Regions from separate parts of the Pan troglodytes genome. Here all the other regions are linked to region 2. Evidence: chromatin contacts called from public Hi-C and HiChIP or PLAC-seq data. All regions are on one chromosome and are shown on one strand. The core of a region is the stretch at or near the end of the contact, and the rest is flanking DNA. Distances in the headings are between cores, read along the strand shown. Region 1 holds the start of GIT1 (GIT ArfGAP 1). Region 2 holds the start of EFCAB5 (EF-hand calcium binding domain 5). Region 3 holds the start of CORO6 (coronin 6).

Region 1 (3,071 bases), core at 336-2,835, 340 kb before region 2:
AAGTCATAGTTCCCAAATACTCTAGCTTGGCACCCCCAGAACCACCAGAGCATCTGTGAGGCTCAACCTGTGGGGTCCTGGGCCTGCTCAAGGGGTGGCTGAAAGTTACGGGCCCACAAACCAGCACCCCATACTCTCACTCTTAATCATGCCCACAGCCCCGCTAGAGTTCACGGACCTCCGAAGCCTGATCAGGGGCCTACCAGGGAGATAGCTTCTTTGCTAAAGAAAGAATGGATGTGGGCTAGAGCTTCCTTCCCAGGCCAGCTGCAGAGCCCCGTCACTGGCTGTCCTCCCTCATCAGAAGGGAGCAGCCTCTTGGATCATTACCCCTGACTTCCTCAGCAGGCCTGGGGGGTTTCACTCCAGCCCAGTCCTAACTCTGTTAGGAAAAAGAAGGGAACCACCATGTAAATACAGCCAGGAGACAGGCCAGGAAGCCAGCAGGATACGGGGAATCTCGGCACGGCCTCCCACCCATTTCTGGCCAGACTGGGCTAGGGGACAGGGAGGGGCCCGCGCCCAGGATAGCTTGATGCCAAACTCACTTTCCCAAGCAGGCTTTACCGGTGAACAGGAACAGCAGGGTCCAGCCGAGCTGTTCCCAGTCACCACCAGCAGGCCTGGGGATGCCTCCTGAGAAGACAGCCGGGTCTAGACTGGCCCTGAACGCCAGGCCCGGCAAGGAGCGCTAGCCTTAGGAACCCGAGGCAGGGAGTCCTGGGAGTAGCCACCGCTCATCTGCTCCTGAGGAGACGGTATTCAGGCCCCACTGGCGCATCTGCCCGGCCCTCTGCTCCTTGCCCTCCACCACCCCGGCAGGCGTACCGACCACGCGAGCAGCAGGTGCAAGACGCGGGGGTGGCACTGAGATGACATAAAACCACACTCGCCCCCACCTCCCAAGCCCTGACGGCCTCCGCCACGGCCCTCCTGCCACCCCAGGCTGGCGCTTCCGTCGGATACAGAGATGGAGGTGGAGGAGCAGCCAGCTGCCCGCCTCCCTCAGACCGAGGGGCGGAAGGCGGCGCCGGGAACGTCCTTCCTCGCTAGTCCACGGCCTCCAGGGAGCATGGGCACCCCAGGCCGGCCCTCCCGCCAAGGGCGCAGCTCCGCAGTGGCCGAGGCGGGGGCCCAGCCTGGAGGCCGCAGCCCCCCGCCCCGCCCAGCCCTCCGGCCCCGCACAGCGCTCTTGCCAGGCCCCGGCGCCCGCCCGGCGGCGGCCTGGCTGTGCGGTCCCGCCCCCGGCCCCGCCGTGCTTACCCGGGGCGCTGCAGTCCGCACACACCTCCGCTCGCGGCCCCTTTCGGGACATCCTCAGCGGCGACGCGGCCGCAGCCCTCTGGGCCAGCGTGGGGGGCGCGGGCGGCGGGCCCGGGCGGCGGCGGCGGCCCCTGCTGCCCGGCCCGGCTCCGGCGAGGCCCCGGCGAGGCTCCGCGCGCCCGGCCAACCGTCCGCCCCGGGGCTGGCCCGGAACCCGCCGTGCCCGCCTGCCCGCTCGCCCTCGGGCGCCCTCCGCCCCGCGCCGCCCCGCCGCCTCTCGCGGCTCCTCTCTCCGCCCCCTGCGCGGCTCCCAGCCGCTTCTGCAGGAAGCGGCGCAGGCCCTGCCCACAGGGGGAGGGGCCGCACCCCCGCCCCGCCGCGCGCTGCCGGCCGCGCCCCCTAGAGAAAGGAAGCCCGGGCGCGGGCGGGAGGGGGCGGGGGCGCTTAAAGGGGCCGCGGCAGATGCCCGGCCCCGGCGGGCAGCGTGGCCTGCGGCCCTGGCCTCCGCTGCAGCGCTCGCCTGGCCCGGAGGCAATGTGAGTCACCCTCACAGCCCCCTCCCCTTCACTTTCCGCGTGGGGTGGACCGGGGGACGCTGGGCCCACGGACGGCGAGGGCGGGGATTAGGGAAGAAGGACTTGGAGGCCCAAGTCCCGCTCCAGGTCAAAGGGGCTGTGCCTTGGGGTACCAGTCTATCTCTGGTTGGGGTGAGGTGTGCGTCCCTGTCCCGTAGGTGTCCACATCTGTGTGTCCAGGTGTGTGTGTGTGTGTCACACTCTTGCTGAATACGCCCACTGCTAACAATATGGACGCCCAGGTGCCAGAAAGGTCAGGCAGTGTATTCCCCTGCCTCCGGACTAAAAATATATCTATTTTTAGATAGATGCATCCTTCCATCCAGAGAGGAGAGAATCTGGGCGGTTTTTAAAGACCTCCCGAGGAGTGACCACTGTGCCTGTGTGCACTCACATCCACTTGTCATCCGCCTTACACGCACCCACGGTGTTTCTGGGCCACCAGAGGTGTGTGTGTCCAGAAAGGGTGCATATAACATAGAGGGGCCGTTTCAGGTGACGGCCTTTCTTCCTGGACTTCACACGACGAGGCAGGCAAAGGCAAGGCAGGTGAGGGACGTGGGTGGGCTGGGGGGCAGGGAGCCTAGGTAGAGGCCACACATGAGCGCAGCCCCCGCACTGAGCATGCGCCCCCATACGCGTGTGCCGCGCGTGTACCCAACCCCCAATCCCTGCAGCAGCAAAAGGCCCGGGCACTCTGCTTGTGGGGAGAGGGTAGAGGTCCCCAGGGCCAGACCTGGGGGCCAGGTCGGTGGTGACAATTGAGGAGGGGTTCTCCAAGAGTCAGAGACTCCTGCTTGTTAAGATGGGGGCAGTCTTTTGGCAGGGGTGCTCAAGTTGGTCGATTATCCCAGCGGTGCCAGAGCGGCAGTGATTTGTGGGTGGGCAGGCTCCTTCCCTAGGGGAGACAAGTAATGCTCATGAGTCACACCACCCGAAATACATGCAAAGCTGCCTCCATCGCCTTTTGCTGCGGCCCAGATTGACAAGTTTGTTTGAAATCGCGATCCATGGGCTTTATTTATAATTGCACCTTAAAAAAATCTTGCAGGCCTCCCCTCCCTCGACAGCCAGCCGCTCAGCTGGTGGGGCTTTTGCAAGCAACGATACCTAGCTGGTGTGTAGGGGGGAGCACCACCTGCCGCCCCGAGCTGCTCTCTCACCAAAGAGTCCATGGGCTTGGTGGCCCCAGCGGGAAGGGGGTAAGGGGCGGGGGGAGTGAGACGGGAGGAG
Region 2 (2,920 bases), core at 358-2,857:
ATTTTCAACAGTGCCCAAGGAAAATAAATGTTACTATAGTACTGATTTCTAGTTTATTTGCATGACTCTACTAACTTTCAATCGATTTCTTCAAAATCAGGCCTAGTAACCACAAACCAAAGAGTTTACTAGTGGAGTGAATTAAGAAGGTTTGATGGTATGTTAATGACTTTCCAAAAACTAGCATAAAGTACTACACATAAGAATAAATTATATTAAAGATTTATTCCTATGATACTTGTCTTCAGATGACCCTAAAATGTTTTACCAGCTTTGAAGTACAAGTATTCTCAAATCACAAAATCTTAGATTAGAAATAGTCTTAGAAGTCCCCCACTGCAGGAATTCTTTATACCACCTCCCAGGCAAAATGTTCTCCAGCCTTTGCTTGAATATTTCCAGCAATGTGCACTCACTATTTTGCAAGGCAGTGCACTCCTGTTACAAATTCTTCCTTACAATCACTGGAAATCTGCCTCCCTGAACCAAGAATCCCAGTTCTGCTCTCTGAAACAACACAAGATATATAACCTTTGAAATAAAATCACTTATTAAGATATAGTTGTCAATTTCATCACACAAAATGCAATTAAAGCTCAGAAAAGAAGAAACCACAACCATACACAACAAAACTTTGAAATTCAGGAAATTATACTGAAATGACAAGCCAGCAAATTTCAGGATATCAAAGCTCACACCTCAGTTAACATACAAATATTAAGGGTAACCTGATTGATTTTTTTACAGTGGAAAGTGGTATAGTGTTTATTAAATACCTTTTTTTGCAACCTGATACTACCAAATCCACCAACACCGTTTTAAAAATTACAGTTCTGTAGGAAGTTCAAGGTGGTTTTCCCAGTTGCTCGCATTTTCACTCAGTTTATTTCTCTCTAAAACATCTGGATGTTGGTTTTTTAAAGCCCATTTGCCCCACTGGTGCAATATATTGTTTTTAAAAATAAATATTTTCAAAAATGGAGCCTAAGAGAATGGAGTGTAAACGAATGGGGGTAGGGCGAGGAGAGAAGGCAAAGACGGGCCCAGCGGGGAAAGGCTGGTTACTGGGTATTTTCCTTCTGAGAGCATGCTTTATTGGCATAGGCATCTGAGGTAACGAGCCATACAAACACGACCTTAGAACAAGAATGATCACGAGCAATGAGTGTAAGGCATAAATATCTGTAAGACGGAAATAATTTGACACTGATCACCAAGCAGCACCAGATGCTTCGGGACCTCATAAAGGAAAGGTAAGAGGTCCAGGAAACAGAGATCATTGCTACCCTTTGGGGTGGGGGGCAGGCGGGAGAAACCAAGGAATAACTACGGTTGGGCAGTTCAAAGCCTGAACAGTACAGAGCAAAAGAAAGCCAGCAAGTGACTAGGGGAAGGCACACACCCTGGCGAGTCCGAAGAAGGGTGTGCAGTGTGCAAATACTGAACAGGTCTATGAAATGGTGTGGGTAAGAGATGTGGGTGTGGGTAAGGGGCAACGCAGGAGGCTCACGGTCCCCTCCCTGCAGCAGAGCAACAGAGGGTAAAAGAAGGGGGAGGGTGAAAAGCAAGAATGACTCATTACCAAAAGGAAGTGCTCAAGCCATAAGGAGGCATGCCACAGGGGATTTCAGGGCGAGGATTGTGAGGAGCTAGGTGCTCAGGGTGATGGGTGCAAAAATCAACGTCTTGTAGTTCCTGCTGCTAGTCTTTAAGATGGGGGTGTGGGGGGGTTCGCGGCAGCCGAGTGCCAAGGCCTGGGAAGCGGCGCGGCGCGTGCGCAGTGGCGTTCGGCGGGACCCGCTGAGGCAAAGCGGAGCCGCAGTGACAGAAGCAAGCGGAGCGGCCGCCAGGAAGGACTCACCGAGGCGCAGGGGCTGGAGGTGGTGCTGGGGGTAGGTGACCGCTGGACCGTGACCAAAGCCATCTAGGCGCTGCTGGGTTGTTCCGGGCAGGGCATTCTTGTCCTGAGTGTGGGGGGCGGGAGGGTGACGGAGCCGGGATGGGGAAAGGGGTGCGGGGTGGGGGTGAAGGGAACGGGGAGGAGGAGGAGGCCGCGGGAACGGCCGCAGACTCCGCACCCACCACCAGACTGTCGCCGACTGACGCGCCGAACGGGCGGCGGGCGGGCGGTTCGGCAGCTGCGGGGCACAATGAGCGCTCCCAGTGCGCAGGCGCCACCTGTCAGCTACCGCCTCTCCCCTCGGCGCGCGCCGCCGCCTGGTCGTAACCCTTGAGTTGCCGGAAGCTGGCCGAGTGCGTGCGCCTCGGGCCGCCGCACCCTCCTGGGTTTCCTCCTTCGTGCTGGAATCGCGCGGTTTGCCAGCACTGGGTGCTGTGGAGTGGGGTGGGGGAAGGGGCCGAAGGGAGCCAGCCCGGTGAGGGGTCCCAGGGCGGGGGGCCGCTGGAGTCTTCACTCCTGAGAGACAACCATTTTATGAGGTGGGGCGGCGCACAGCTTAACCAACCTTAAAAAAAAGCAGCTGAGATGAAAATCCTGAAGCAAACACGTTTTCTATTGGGAAAGGGCTCCGCGGAGTTTCAAACCCTCTCACTGGGCACAGACAGGACTGGGCTAGACCAGTTTACTCCCTTCACCCCGGCTCTCGGGGGCTTTTTCTTAACTTTCCCACCCTTCCGTCTATGTTTTATGATGAGACTTCTGGAAAGAAAACCATTTTCCGTTTGATACCCTGGAAAGGTTTGTGGTACCCTCATGCTTCCTCTATTGCCTGTCTAAAGACTTATTCATTATTCCTGAGGAGAAGAGAAGCTGAGCGCGCCTGGGAGTCCGAGGAAGCCAGTTGTGAGGGTCCAGCCTGCTATTGACCTCTCACTTGCCTCCTGCTGTGAAGACAGTCTTTTAATTAAACAGGATTTGCTCGTTAAGCTTTCTTCTCCTTCGTCTCTAAATGTCATTCTT
Region 3 (3,142 bases), core at 349-2,848, 310 kb before region 2:
CCCATGTGACCTTGGACACACGGATGTCCTCGTAGGCCTGGTCGGCCTTTGCTGCCTGCCCAAACACATGGCGGAACTTGCTTTGCCGAACCACACGTCTGCTCATAGCTGCAGGCAGAGAGGTGGGATCTCAGTGCCCAGAAATGCCTTTGGTCCTTAGTCCTGTGAGCTGCGGGAGGGAGGAGGAGTGGAGGGGTGGCTGATGAGAAGGGTTATGTGGTCAGGAGTCAGGTATAAATCCATATAGTGTCTGGTCCTAGAAGCAGGGAGCTTTCTTCAAGGTGGTCAAAGTATGGGAAAGTTATTTTGCTGTGTAAAATGCTGTTTAATGTAAGTGGCTAGGATTTGGGGCCTGACTTCTCCACAGAGACCCAGGCTGAGGGGATTGTGGAGCCTAACGGACTGAAAGCTTTCTGGACGTTGGAATGTTTTTGGGAGGAGCCTCAATGCCACACTGCCTGCACCCCCCGCTCCCACCACCGCCAGCCTTGATGAGCATCTCTTCACGGACGTGGTTGTAGCTCCCAGAGGCACCCTGTCCAGAAGCAGAAGACTTGACCATTGGATCTTGGCTTAAAGCCAGGTATGGGGCCAAGACTGCAGCCACCACAGGATACCGAACTCGCATGTCTGGAATAGTTCAGGCAGATGGGGTTTTGCCTTTTCCTAAAAATTTGCCAAGGGGGAAGTTCCTCCTGTCCGCCAATCTGAGTCCTTTCTGCTACTGTTTTCATCCCATGCTTTGTGGGGGGACGGGTGGCAGCACAGAGTGAGGTGGATCCCTCTTCTCCCACTCCTTTCTGCACTGGCTTCTCCAGGAAGCCCTGATCATGGTCTTCTGGCTTTTGCCTACCATAGGCTTGTCCGGTTTCTCCTCTGGGTCCTCTGCCCTGGTTGGGCCTTCTTCCTAGTGAACTCTTCTAGGGGTGGGGTCTTCAACCCCATCCTCCACCCCTGCCCCCGCCACGGCCAAGCCAGATTTGCAGGGGTGGGGAGGGTGAGGTGACTTTTCTCCAGCTAGGGTCTCCCCAGAGGACACACCGAGCACTCCCAAAGCCCCAGCCAGTGGCTCCTGCCCCACCCCAGCCCCAGCATCCGTGTGCCCTTCAAGGCGCGTCTGCGGCCCCGAGCCTGAGGCCCGGCCTCCCTGCACCCTTCTCCAGCCTGCTGCCCTGACACTGCGTTCTTGCGAGACGAGGTGTCTGCGCCCTCCGGGAGCGCTGGCTGCTGTCCGGCCAAATATAGACACCACGTCCTCCCCGCCCGAAACCGAATTTGGCGGCGCGGGGGGAGGAGGCGCAGACCTCGGCCCCTCAGGGACCCCGCCCGCTCCGCTGGCTGCGGTGACGGCCGGGTGTGGGGGGCTGGGTACCTGGTCCTGAGCGGGCTGCGGGGCGCTCACGCTGCGAATCCTCTGCGGAAGGGGCCCGAGTGCGTAGGGGGCCGAGGAAGGCGTCAGGGCGAAGGAGCCACCTCTCCAGGTGTCTGTAGTATCTGGGACCCGGGTGTCCAGCTCCGCACTCTGGCCGCTGCCTGCGGCTCTCTAGGGCCCGGCGCCGCTGCAGCCCCAGCTGCCGCTGCCATCAACCTAAGAGGGCGGGGCCTAGCATAGGGGCGGGGCCAGAGCCCAAGTTGCCCCGCCCCCTCCCGCGGCGGGAAAGTCGAGCGACCCCGACTCCCCTCCCAGCTTCCGCCGGCCTCGGAGAACCATCGAAAATAAATGTGCAGCTGTGTGCTAGGTGCGCACGCTGCTTCCCTCCCTCCATGACTCCCGGGTAGGCTGGGGAGGCTCGGGTTCGCAGACCTAGAGCAGGACGCTTGGAGAGGGAACGGGCGAGGGGGCGTGCGCCCCTAGAGCGGGCAGCCGTGCGAGATCAGGTGCCTCCGCCCGCATTCCAGCCTCAACCGCGCTCCCAATTTAGCTGTCCCGATCGGCCGGGACTGCGGGACTGCACTTCCAGGCCTCCCTGGGGGAAAGAGGCCCTAGGGAATGAGGACCCAGGCTGATCCTGATGTAGGGCAAGTGAGAGGGCACCCGACACAGGGTTGTGAATGTTAGTTATTGTTATGAATGGCAATAGCGATCATTTGAGAAACCTAAAATGCTGGCTATGTGCTAGGCATTTCACCCCATTAGATGAGATTCCATGGAGCAGGGCGGGAAGCAGCTGGAAGAACAAGGGGAGGACCGAGTGTAAAGTGAACCCGCCTTGACACTCCCTCCCCTCCCAGATGCAGGGAGAAGAGGCTAGCACAGGTCTCTAGTCACATTTTAGGGGTCAGAGAAGCCAACTCAGAGGCCAGACTCCTAATGTTTTCTGGGCCTTGTTTGAATTGGCGCCCGACTGTGTTCCAGGTAAGCTTCCCTCCCCCGTCTCCCCCAATATTCACAGAACTGAATGTTGACGGAGGTCAAGGAGATTAAAGATAACCTGATCAAAATACAGCCAGTGAAGACCAGCCAGTCCCGTAGCTCCAGTATACCCAGTGTCTGCACATTGCCTGGATTTCTTCCCTTGGATCATAAGGGCATCTGGGGCCAGTTATTACTTCCCACCCTCCAGGGCACACCCGGGAGTGAGTGAATGGAACACAGCCTTCTGAAGGGCAGGAACCAGCACTGGGGAGGAAGGGGAGGGAAGGTGGTAGAAACCATGAAGGGCCCACGAGGCTCCTTTGTTTCTCAGGAAGAGTCCAGGTGGCTTGCAGGGACAGAATCAAATCAAGAGTCAGTGGCTTGTAGGGGAACAGAATAAAAAACTGTTACGAGTGCTCCAGAAATAACTCCTGGCGTAGGGGTGCTGGGGCAGGGTATGAGGGTATGTGAGTCATCTCTCTTTTACCTAAAGATTCCAGGCACATGATTAGGAGGAAAATACCTGAGTGACTCAGTTGCTCCTTTACAACAATAACCCATGCTTATGTGCTAGGCACTGGCACTAAGGGCTTTATATGTATTAATTTCATACTCTTAACAATCCTCTAGGCTGGTCGCGGGTGGCTAATGCCTGTAATCCCAGCACTTTGGGAGGCTGAGGCAGGTGGATCACCTGAGGTCAGGAGTTCGAGACCAGCCTGGCCAACATGGCAAAACCCCATCTCTACTAAAAACACAAAAATTTGCCAGGTGTGGTGATGCACA

The links. A called contact is a pair of places that touch in the nucleus more often than the background predicts. HiChIP or PLAC-seq counts read pairs in DNA pulled down with a chosen protein or histone mark.
Region 1: a contact with region 2 is called in a Hi-C map of stem cell-derived neural progenitor cells, with 3 times the contacts expected there. The contact joins the promoter of GIT1 here to the promoter of EFCAB5 in region 2. A contact is called at or near these places in 1 of 7 Hi-C or Micro-C datasets (stem cell-derived neural progenitor cells) and 1 of 1 datasets of contacts at active chromatin or transcription factors (stem cell-derived excitatory neurons).
Region 3: a contact with region 2 is called in an H3K4me3 HiChIP or PLAC-seq map of stem cell-derived excitatory neurons, with 8 times the contacts expected there. The contact joins the promoter of CORO6 here to the promoter of EFCAB5 in region 2. A contact is called at or near these places in 1 of 7 Hi-C or Micro-C datasets (stem cell-derived neural progenitor cells) and 1 of 1 datasets of contacts at active chromatin or transcription factors (stem cell-derived excitatory neurons).

The regions. Positions count from the first base shown.
Region 1 is chr19:37,990,051-37,993,121 of NHGRI_mPanTro3-v2.0_pri, reverse strand. GIT1 (GIT ArfGAP 1) reads right to left here and starts at 1,585. Exons shown (of 21, transcript XM_511377.8): 1 at 1,264-1,585. The coding sequence starts at 1,315. It overlaps ANKRD13B (ankyrin repeat domain 13B), which reads left to right and starts at 1,721. Exons shown (of 15, transcript XM_054670102.2): 1 at 1,721-1,799.
Region 2 is chr19:37,650,643-37,653,562 of NHGRI_mPanTro3-v2.0_pri, reverse strand. EFCAB5 (EF-hand calcium binding domain 5) reads left to right here and starts at 1,607. Exons shown (of 21, transcript XM_016932088.4): 1 at 1,607-1,892. It overlaps SSH2 (slingshot protein phosphatase 2), which reads right to left and starts at 2,167. Exons shown (of 15, transcript XM_016932093.3): 1 at 1,862-2,167. The coding sequence starts at 1,924.
Region 3 is chr19:37,956,607-37,959,748 of NHGRI_mPanTro3-v2.0_pri, reverse strand. CORO6 (coronin 6) reads right to left here and starts at 1,598. Exons shown (of 10, transcript XM_054670109.2): 1 at 1,373-1,598; 2 at 1-108. The coding sequence starts at 106.